2 separate regions of the Mus musculus genome follow, and region 1 is linked to region 2. Evidence: chromatin contacts called from public Hi-C data. All regions are on one chromosome and are shown on one strand. Each heading gives the region's core, a stretch centred on a gene start, on an enhancer-like site or on the middle of the called end of the contact. The rest is flanking DNA. Distances are from core to core; before and after follow the strand shown.

Region 1 (5,612 bases), core at 1,929-4,428, 450 kb after region 2:
AGTTCCCTAGTTTCTTTTGATCTTACTACAGGTTTCTCTGTTCTCTGCGTTATCTACACCTGTCAGATTTATACTCTGGTGAAAGGCGCTAATCCAGTTTAATGCAGTATTTCCCCAAGGGATTTGGGTTGTGATAAGGTTCAAAAGAGTTCCTTTAGATTTTAGGACATGGCAAAGAAGTTGGCAGAATTTGGGCCCTGTTTGTCCCTTACATATCCATAATGGGAGGTCCTAAACCAAAGTGGAATTAACCATTGGGAAGGTTCCTATACATGTCTGGCCTTCCCTCTTTCTCTCACCGTTTGTCTCTAAGCTCGTGAGTTGCAGACCCTTCTGTTTAATAAATGTTCATTCTGAAATCCCCGTGAAAGAAACCCAGAGTGACTAAGGCCACCACTACCTACATGCTATGGGTCTCCCAGAAGAGGCAGCTTGGATTCCTCTGATTCACTAAGGTACAGGAGCAGAGTTGGAGCTTTTAATTTCTAGCTTTCTGTCTATGTACTTCGTTTAGCGAACATACCATAATGAAGTAAATGCACCTCTATTAGGATGCAGGACCCCACACTTTAGAGTGTGTATGAGCAAACATGGAGGCATGGTATAGTGTGGAACAGTTGTTAAAGTGCAAAACACATTAACTCACATCAGCTCATGAATAACAAATGAGCCATATGGAGGGCTTATCCTCCCCCCCCCCCCCAATGCCAGGAGAGATAGCCCAAGGAGACAGAAACAGGCTCATGCACACAGTGACAGAGGCAGGCCATATCTCATTGTAAACAACGAGTCTTGGAAGAAATCTGTATTGTCTATAACAAGTTCATTTAGAACTAGCAGAAATGCCCCAGTGGTAGCAAACATCAAAATGGAGATGGGAGGGAATTTAACGTGATTGTTCCAGTAGGTCATTTTTTTACAGGTGAGAAAATTAAAAAAAAAATTAAGGTTAAGAGAGAGTTGCCATTTGCATTCAAACTGTATCCTTTATTAGAAATCTGTTCTTATCATTTCTACAGAAATAAATTACTTTTCTACAATCAAATCCAGGTACCACCCATCTTCTTGGTTGTCTCCAGGAAATAATATATATATAAAGTAAATAATATAACCAACCAATAGGGAAAAATTCAAGCTAGAGTATAGTAGAGAAAACCAATAATTTCCACGACTGCCCTAATCAGGCAATCATGGCTGCAAACAAGTCAGTTTCCCCATCTGTAAATGGATAGTCCTTAACACTCCAGGATCTTGGAAGAAATTATGAGATGGTACAGACAGGAAAGGTAGTGCTTACCACATAAAAAGAGCCCAATAAATGGTCAATATTTCCAGGTGAAAGTTTGTGTCAGCTGCCTGTGTGTCAGCAAACTCGGGGAAATGGAAGTCACCGATCCCTCTCCTTATGCAGCCTTGAGTGAGAGCCATTCCATTCTTCTCCAGGCTTAGGAGCTATTTCCTCAAGACCCTTCTCAGGCAGAAGTAGAACCATATCTGAGGTTCACATCTGAGGGAGCTGAAGTTCAGGAAGAGCTCCACCCTCTAGAAAGTAGAAAGTGGTCAGGGCCTAGGTTAGTACACCCACTGCTCACGTGCATGACCCAGAAGCTGGGAGAGTCCCTAGATCTTGGATTACATATATCATTTGTCAGAAAGATGTTTTATTTTGCTTTCTCTCCGAAAGAGAACTTGGATGTTCACTAGGATATGGTGTCCTCTGGTAGCGTGCTTGTCCTCAGTGGTTCCCTGCCTGGACACTGCTCTCCTCCCTCATAAGGACAGCTTAGAAGCATCCTTTCTCTCATTTCTGTACCTGCTTTGGAAAATGGTGGCATCCTGTCTCCAGCTCACATCTAGAGGCTTCAGAGCACAGTTTTCTGTCCTCTGTGAAGATTTCCCCACATTCTGAGGATGAGGCCTGGAGAGAGGATATTTTATCTCTTGAACTAAGCAGGGAGGGGATGTTTGGTGCTGGACCATTCATGGGGGAGGGATCCAGCTCAAAAGGTCACTGCTGGCCATAGAGACTGGTGACACTGCATGCCAGGCACTTCCTTGTCCATGCTACTGCAGGAGGAGCAATGCTTTCCTCCTCCTATTTATTGTAGCTCTGTCAGTCTGTACTCCTGACTTCTAAAATTCCGTTAACTAGTAATCCTTCAGGGCCAGCTAGGGCGCCTCCACCACCCCAGGAATATCTAATTAGCAAATCATGATCCCACCTCCCCATGAAAGCAGTCAGATCCATTATCCATGGTGTCCCCAATTAGGGTGTTTATTCATGAAAGACCGAGCTAAGCTGACCCTTTGCAAGGCCTTCCCCCCAGAACCCTGGCCAGATTAAGCACTGGTTCCCTATGCCATCCCAGCCCTCCAGCCCTCCAGCCCCCAGGCTTCCCCCCATAGTCGGCCCAAATCACGAGGAGTTCAGCCAGCAGCAGGATGGAAGAGTCAAATTCTTCAGGTTTGGTCATGCCTGACTTGAGTTCCCTGTTTTGTGTTCCTGGGGGGGGGGGTCTGGAAAAAATAACTGAGTTGCCCCCAAGCGTGGCTGTGATTTAGTTAGTATTTATCAATCTCACTTTGGCAGTAAATCTGGCATTTATCAGACGCCGAGATCGCCCCAGGTGCTGGGATCTCACCCCTTCCCTTCCTGCGTTCGCTCCTTACTTGCAATCAGTTATGTTTTAACCTCGTAAAAATTTGCAACAAAAATTCATCTACTTTTGCAGTTAAATGGATCTTTCGCCACTGGGGGCTCAGCATCCTCTTCTATTCCATTTCACAAACAAGACCGGTGACCATATTAGGGTTGGTTGCTTTTTATAAACATCCTCGTTTTTTGTATAGCCAAGCATGTAACTTCAGTTTGAAAAATTCTCACATGACCGGAGGTAGATGAAGGTCTCATTAGTAAAAAACAAACAAACAAAAAACCAAAACCCAAAACAAAACAACAAAAAACCCAGAAAAATATTCTAATGCACTTAAAAGAACAGCAATTACCCTCTGTTAACTCATGACAGAATATCCCAACTCCTAGAGCATGTTGGGACAGGGCATTTTAGGTCTGCTGTGGTTTGAATTTCCTTTGACTACAAGCTTCAGAAGTGCACCCTCACCCCCATTGGCAGAGAGCTGATGGCCCTCCCCTTTCCTGCTTATACAACTTGCGTGGGGGAATCAGTGAGCGTCTCTCCCCACCAAAACTTGTGTCAGGCTGCTGCACAAACAGTCTGTCTGTTTATATTTCTAGAGCCAAACACGGTGTTCTCTCTAATTCTGATTAGCATCTACTTGGCCACTTTCTCGAAGCATCCTCTGTGGAAATGCTTCGGATAGGCATCTCCACGAGCTATTACAGGCAAGCAGTGTGCGTCGGAGCTCCAGGGAGCCAGCCGGTGGTGAGAATGGCGATTTAAAGCGCAACTGTTACTAAAATTCACGCGGCACAGTTAAAAATCCCTTGCAAAACAAAGATAGCCATACATAATCATTTTCCAGGGCTCTCCCTGCTTGTTCACGGTTAAGTACCCATGCTCTGATTCCACTGAGGAAACACCATGGGATGGCCTCTGAGAATCTACTCCCAACCCCACATCACAGCAGCCCCATAGCAGCCTCTTAAGTGAATATAGGCGGCATGAAAATCAGATGCCTACAAGCCGGTTCCTCTGTCCCCTCCTCCAGGCTAGCTAAGCATTAACCAGAAGTTGAATCCGCAGGCTTAGAAAAAGCGCCAAGTGTGAAGTTCACTCTGTGACCCCTCCCTTGCCTGGTTTGGATGGTCAGTTCCTGGTTGGTACATGTGACCTCATATACACCTGACCTGAAGTCCACTCAGAATGAAGTCTTTTATGGTTGTGTAATTCTTTTGCTTTTTTTTTTTTTTTTTGACATTTTCAAACAGACATTTTGAGGCTATTTCGATATTTTTTTTTTTTTTTGAGGAATAGGTACCAGAATTGTTGGGTGCTCTGATGACATCCAGGGATATGTGAAGGTGGTCACTCACTTCCTACAAATCAGCCGCTCACACAGCTATGAGATTTTAGTTCCTTCAGCTTCATTTGCTTTCTTAAACATCTTTCTTAATGAGTGAAAAGATGCCAGCTGTTATTTATGTTTTAAACTATACAAATAATCTAAGACGACATGTTCACGGTGAGTGATTTAAGCCACACATTGATTATAAAGACGATGCCTCCATTATTAACGGCTTGCTACAGCTCCTTCGTGATTTTTGATATACATTTTAAAATAATGTTATTTATAATAATACATTATTAGGCTGTATATATTCAAATTTTGTGTAAATGGGAATCAGAATATGACTAGGCTTTTCCAATTCTTTATAATATACAATTACTTACAATAATTTGAAGCGGGATTCCAAAAGCCTTAGTTTAACCATTTCCCCACTGATAGGCATTTTGATTGCCTTTAAAAATATTAAAATATTTGTCGTAAACATGAGTCATTTAATATCCTTCTTTACCCTCCCCTGTGAACATGCATTTGCACACATGTAAGGCGAATTTCACAAAGAATTTTTTGAGTCACAGATTATAAACCATTTTATATTACTTTTGTTTGAATATGATGTCCACTAAGTTGATTAAATTGTGCCAACGTCTTTAAATGTTGATCCATGAGTGAGTCTATAACATGAATCACTATTACTTACAAGACACAGGATACTGAGATGACTCTCCTTTGGATAAATAAAAGTGATTTAATTTTAACAATTGGATTGATTATCTTGTCTGATGCTATGACAAAACACCCCAATGAAAGAAATGTAGAGAGGTAGGGTTTGTTGCTGCTTGTAGTTCAGCGTGTGGCCCATCATGGTTGGGAGTCAGGGTAGCATAAACTTAAGGCAGTTAGTTGGTAATTCTGCATCCACAGTCAAGAAGCAGTGGTAAATGTCTGTGTGCAGTCTGTCTTCTTCTTTTATATAGTCTAGAATCCCAACCCACGGGGTTGTACCACCTATGATGGACAGGTCTTCCCATCTCATCTAACTTAATCATGATAATCCCCAATACATATGCTAGAAGGCCATCACACAGATGATTCTAGATCTCATCAAACAGGCAAGTGGGATCACCTTCACGTCTGGAGAAGAGACAAGGCAAAGTGCTGTCTTCTGGAACCAGCACCTTGCATGTTCATCTCCTCCTCGAGGTCTCACCCTTGAGATAGTTCCAAGTCTTTCCAACTAACCCATCCATGCTCTAAGGCTTTCTCCAATATCCCCAAAGCTCCTTTGATGTGATGGAGACTCAAAGGAAACAGGTTACACAGGAGGTGATGCAGCAATGCCCTTTCTCCCCCGCCCCTTGAGTTGGGATCATTTTGAGAGCTATGTTTTCCCATTCCTTAGCATAAACCAGCATGTATTAGTAACCCTCCTCCTCTAGCTCATTTCTCTAGTTTTCTGCAGAGACTCTCTGTACTTCACAGATTAATATATGTACTTGAATCAGTCTCTCGGTTGCCTTTGTAGGAACCTAAGCAATGGTGGCTTTTCTCCTGAGCGAAGGACCATTGTGTTGATCTTGACCCAGAAACAAGATGTTGCTGAGCACAAATGATACTTTCCTCTG
Region 2 (5,808 bases), core at 2,838-5,337:
TCTCCTGTGGGGATGATACTGCTCTGAGCACCTCTGCCAATGCTCTGGTCCTCCTAGTGCAAGGCTTCATGGAGGTCTGCAGGAACAATGCTGAGAGGGCTTCCCTCCCCAGGATATTCCTGCCGGAGGAGTCCCAAAGCAACACTGTCTGTATCCTCAGCCCCTCGGTGTAGTTTAGGGGACTCTCTTTTGTAGTGCCACCTTCAACTCTCTTGTTCACAGGACTTTGAAGTTGGCTACATGGCAGCCCCAGGAGACATTAAGATTCACCCTGACCCCACCACATAACATTCATTGTCATTTCTTTACATTCTGTGACCAGACTTTTCTTCCTTGTTCAAGACCCTCATTATTGAACTTCTTCCTCAGGATCAGGTCTTGGGAGACCCTCTCAAATTTAAACCCCCAAAGACTCCTGAATGCCTGACATATTCCAGGTTCATCTGAAATCTAATATTGCTTCCAGCTAGATCCCCAATATATTCAAATCTATTTTGTGATCCTGGACTATAAAGCACAGGAGTCTACAATGTCCTTGTTGTGTGACCCAGAAAAGTACTTCTCCAGAACTTAGTTTCTTTATCTTTATTTAGAGTAGAAACAGAAGTTTCCTCCACTGTTGGGTGCAGTGACAATTTTGGAGTTTTGGTCTCTCTGAAACACACAGAAATAAGAATGTGTTTTCATTTTGATCCCAGCTGTGGGGTATGGGGCTGCTTCAGGTTCTTCGTAGCAGCTGACTGTGATTTGCCTCGTGCTCTGACAAGGGCATGACTTTGCCAGCTGCAGATAGTTTCTGTGAGTGTGTGACTTTTGGAACTCTGGAGACTTTCCAGGGGGTATGTAAATATTAGGCTCCCAAGAGGTGTGAGTGGGTTGGTGGCAGTTGTTGGTCATTCGGGAGGATTGGTTGTGATGTGTTAGTAATTGTACTCAGAGAAGAAATAACAAGAAGGACTTAGATATCCTGACAGCAAAGATGAAACTTGCCCCAAGGAACTTGATGTCCCTAGTCAGCAGGAAGTAGTCTAATTATACTGTCACCCCCTTTCCAGCCCCTCTCTTTATTCAGGGATCTCTTTCCTTTCTTCTCTATCCTTTTTCCCTCTTATCTAAGGCTAGGGAGTCTAAAGGGTGGAAGGAAAAGGGTGGAGAAGATTGGAAGAAAAAAGAACCCACAAAGCAAAAGCCAAGCTACAGTTGGGTCCTGCCAAGTCCCAGGTATAGTCTCTTGAATGTTGCATTTTGCACAGCATTGGACACTCATCCAAGATGGCAGACACACTTATCTGTTGATTCAGTGTGTGTCTGGACTGCCCCTGTTCTGATAATAGGAACGGAAAATGGCATACCTTCATGTGAAGTGTGGTTACATGACCTAGGTTCCACCAGTAATACACATTCCATTGACTAAACCATAAAAGATTTATTCTACCCATAAGTCAGCAGACATTGGGTCACATTTTAATGTCACCTTCTTCTCTGAATCATCCATGTCAGCTAGGGAGGTGGATTCGTTGATTAGCTGGACCTGAGACAGGTGATGAGTTGATTGGCTGGGCCTGAGGCATGTGGCTGTGTTCTCTGGAAATGCATAGTTTCTGCCATACCCAAACCTTGTGGATTGAGAATAGGAAGGGAGAGAGTGTGGCTCAGCAAAGAGAAATGTGGGTGCTTTTCTAGAACATAAACGGAGCAGACAATCAACATCTATCAGACACAGACATTAATGGTGTGGATTGTGAAAGATTCCGGGGACTTGGAGGACTGAACTGATAATAGAACTTTAATTAACAGCTGGAAGATGTCTCCTTCCTTAGGACTCTCCACACACAGAACAGCCTCTAGCTTACTGGGGACAAGATGGCTCCATCTTCTTCTTCACCATCATTTCAGTCACTCAGATTATCAGGAAGCTGGCATCTCTGGCTCTGACTCTTTTTCATATATGATCTTCAACAGTCTTTCCCTTCTCTGGGCCTTGATTTCCCATTCTGTAAAATGGATAGCTGGTATGACCAGCTTACTGCCTAGAGTCCTCCCAGCTCATACATTCTTACAAATGTCTTCTCTGCCCAGACAGGAAAATTGAATGAACACTGTGGTTAGTGCTGGGAATTCTTGCTAATCCTTGCTTGATTTTTGAAGCATAATTCAATTCAGCAATTCAATTCAACAAACATTTATTGAATACTTATCAGAGTGAGGCTAAACTCAGCATTTGGAGAATTTGCTTTTATGTTTATAAAAAGTCTATTTCTTGCTGATGTCCTGGATGAGCTAGCTGTGTAGGTGGGAAGGGAGGCAGGGCAAATGGAGCCCATTTCACAGATGAAGATTCTTACTGCCCCCCGTGCAATGTCAAGTCCCCCACCCACCCAAGCAGTGGTTCTTTGATTAGCACCTGTTCTTCCCATTTAGTGCTTTTTTTCCCCATCGAGGAAGGTAGGGATGTTTGGTACCAGAAGTAGCACTTGGCACAAAACATGTCCTCAACAAATGTTTGTTAAATGAATATATGTGCCAAAGGAGGAAGAGAGGGAGAGACAAGGGAAGAATGAAGAGGCCGTTGAAAGATCCATTTCTAGTGCTCCGTAGGACCTTGGCTCCGATCTTTTCTTTCCTGGCATCAATTTCCTCTTCTTGTAGTGGAGTAGGGGTAGTTCTTGAAGGGGTAGTTGACTTCTAAGTAGGCTTTACACCACTATGGTGCCAGACAATATGGCTGCCATTGTGGCAACCTTGATACTCTCATTTGGAAATGCTCAGGATAAGAGTCAGTTGTCTGCACCGTGGAAGGTTCTCAAGGGATTTGGCTTCAGCGATGCATTGAGATTTCTATGCAGATAAATCTCTGACATCATAGAGTTTCCAAATGATGCCCAAACAGAGTTCACTGGAGTACTTCCCCTGCCCAAGCTCCCAACCGAAAAGCCAGCCTCAGCACCAGGGAGATGGGGCCAACCCGATTTGCCCCCTGAAGCTCCCTCTGTTCCATTCTGCTCCAGCAAACACCAGGTAATTTGCGTCAGCCTTGATTATCATCTCCAGCCTTGTCCTCATCTTGCTTTTGGGAGACAAGCCTCTGAATTGCACCTTTGGATTATAGCACTCCCATGCTGTGCAAATGACACAGGAGGCGTACCCATACCAGTCGGGCCCTGCCACCTTTGCAGGGAGCCACAAGCTAATCAGTGCATGCTGGAGCCTAGCTATTTCCTCAGCTGGATAGAGACAATGGGCTCCCTGACTGGCGGGAAGCACAGCCTCACAAAGGGCAATAGCTGCCAAACTCCAAGTCTTCTTACTCAAGACAAACTAGCAGTCCTGGGGGCAGATGCCCCATCTGCAAGCAGCAGCTGCCCTTTAGAGGCATAGAACCTCAGGCCCTGCTTCTGGGAAGGTCTGGGAAGGTGTGTGTCTCTGGGGGAGAGGGGATCAGAAAGCACCCCATGCTGGGCATCATCCATACTTTGCCCATGTATAAAATGGGGTCCTCCATATTACCCGTCTCTAGTTTCTATCATATGACCCAGTTGAGAGCAAATGCAGTTGAGCAGTCTACACATACCTTAGTCTTCTTCCCAGAAGAAGGGCATGCCTGCGCTGGCCATAGCCCAGTAGGACTGATAGATGGCTCCTAGCATTCTTACCAGTGAAGTTTGAAACTCCAAGGACAAAAGCTAGGTCCTGAAACCATTTGTTGGTTTCCCCCTGATTCTATCAGGCCATACTCAAAAAAACCTTACTAAGATCTTGCTTAGTTACTAAGGTCTTGCCGAAAGAGGTGGAGGTGGGACTGCCAGCTGCACGTCTTTCCTTCAAGGGGCCGTGGCTCAAAGGCACGCTGCATACAGCATCCGCAAAGCGAGCACCCAGGCATTCAAGGACAATTGACTTTGGATTGAGTGGGAAGCAAGCTTTCTCAGAATTCAGATGAGAAAAACATAAAGTAGTTAATATTAAATAAAGAGATTGGGCAACTCTTCTTCCCCTTTTCTGTTTTATGCTTCCTGCTATGGCCTTGGTCAGGGCCTGTTTTGCTTGTGATTAATGAGTGACTCACCTTGGGCCGTTTTCTGCTTATTTCATACACATTATGAATTTGAAGAGGTCACATTAGACTTGGCGCCTGAAGGGTGTACTCAGGAGTCTGGAAAGGACACTCCAATGGCATAGGAGACATCCCGGGTGGTGGGTGTTAGGAAAGCATCCAGCCACATAGCACGGTTCCCACACTAGACCTGCAGGTCCAAAAGCCCCCAGAGCACCTTGATTAACTGAGCATCCTCTAGTGACTCAGAGACTGAGAGGTGTGAACGGTCACCCCAGTGAGTGTGCACAACTGGTCACAATCCAGTTGGAGCTCCTTGTCTTTCCACTTGTGGCCTCAGCTTACCTGGTTAATGGCCTTTCTCTGAGGTCTTCTTGTACTCCATACTGAGAACAAGAGGACAAATGGTGACGGGCTGGGCTCTCTACAGAGCTGGGATTATTTTTTCTGGTGTCTTATTCTATCACCTCCAGGGATCTGGATTCTCATCAGGGAGAGAACTAAAGAACCTGAGAGGCTGAGTCTTGTAAAAGGAATTATATATTCTATCTAGCCCGTATTAAAAACAAACAAACAAAACAACAACCACAAAAATACCCCACAGTCCTGGTATTTTACTAACAAGCTGTAAGCCTAGATTGGGCAGGTTGTGAGCTATTCTAACTTACATCCCAGCCACTTGCCCCTTGTTCCTTGCTGTTTCCTCTGGCCATGGTCCATCTCCTGTCATGGTGGCTTTCTCCCCTCTTCTTTCTCTCCTGAGACCCACTGGGTCCTTGAGTCTTACCTTTCTCTCTCTACTGCTCATGGTTGATGGCAGAATTAGCAGAAGCAGTCTTTTTCAGGGTAGATCACAGGCTAGTAGCAAGCTGGACGTACCCTAGAAGTCACCCACATTGGGTACCGTTTTGGGGGTAGCATTTCTGTATCCTCCAGAGACTGCCATCTTGTGGTACTAGGGAGAGTCTTGGAGGAGAAACACGCCCTACAGTGCACTGTGGATAATGCCCTCTCCACTAGAACAGAGATTTAGGTTCCTGGAAGACGGTCTTCTGATGGACTCTTTCTGGCACTCATGACCCTTTGTCTGTGACCTCTGGCCCATCAAACTACAGAGACAATTAGCAGAATGTGGGGATCTCGCTTGCCTCCTGCCAAGCTGCTCTGAAGTAGACATAGCCAGCAGGAATGACAAAATCCAAGTTAAGGTGTGCAGTCATCTCTCCTCTACAAATGGCCCTTCTGGCTGTCATCCTCAGGGCAGAGGTGTAGCAAGGGTGTGCGAGGGGCCTTAGAGAAGCCCAGAAGTAGCGCCAGAGCAATGCCTGTCACTCCACTTTAGATATAGGAGTGTCTGATTTCATAGCCACTTCAGGTAAATATGCTCTTTATGCTACGGAGGTCTGGGGAAACAGGAAGACTCCATCTTCTCGGTGTTGGTGGCATGAAGCTCGGTGTAAGCAGAGCCTGGAGAGAAGTGAGAGTGTCCCATAGTCAGGTAAGCCATCTGACTGACCTCGAGCAACAGGGTCTGTTCCCTCCCCTGCAGACTGGTGTCTAGCCTCCTGCACAGGTGGGTTCCCATCTCTCTCTGCTGTCCACGTGGATACTAGCTTCCTCCATTCTTGCCTCACAGCTGCCCTGTGTGTGGTGCTGTTACCACGTGACTTCTGCCTTTCCATTGGTTGCTTGTTTCCTCTCAGGGCACCCATGCTCTGAATTTAGGGCTTAGCCTAATTCAACTTGACCACACA

Evidence for each region. Hi-C and Micro-C count contacts between places; a contact is called where the count stands out from the background.
Region 1: a contact with region 2 is called in a Hi-C map of liver, with 2.7 times the contacts expected there. The contact joins two enhancer-like sites. A contact is called at or near these places in 1 of 484 Hi-C or Micro-C datasets (liver), 1 of 115 datasets of contacts at active chromatin or transcription factors (kidney) and 2 of 9 other capture datasets (embryonic stem cells and embryonic tail).

The regions. Positions count from the first base shown.
Region 1 is chr8:89,314,458-89,320,069 of GRCm38.p6, forward strand. No RefSeq gene overlaps it. Among named protein-coding and RNA genes, the nearest start is that of Gm35542, 98 kb to the left of the region's middle. Within about 2 kb of position 3,179, at least 34 of the 459 cell types and tissues checked have an H3K27ac peak or open chromatin away from gene starts, as enhancers often do. A contact at or near this core is called in liver, where this site is marked.
Region 2 is chr8:88,859,199-88,865,006 of GRCm38.p6, forward strand. No RefSeq gene overlaps it. Among named protein-coding and RNA genes, the nearest start is that of Gm42034, 22 kb to the left of the region's middle. Within about 2 kb of position 4,088, at least 5 of the 459 cell types and tissues checked have an H3K27ac peak or open chromatin away from gene starts, as enhancers often do. A contact at or near this core is called in liver, where this site is marked.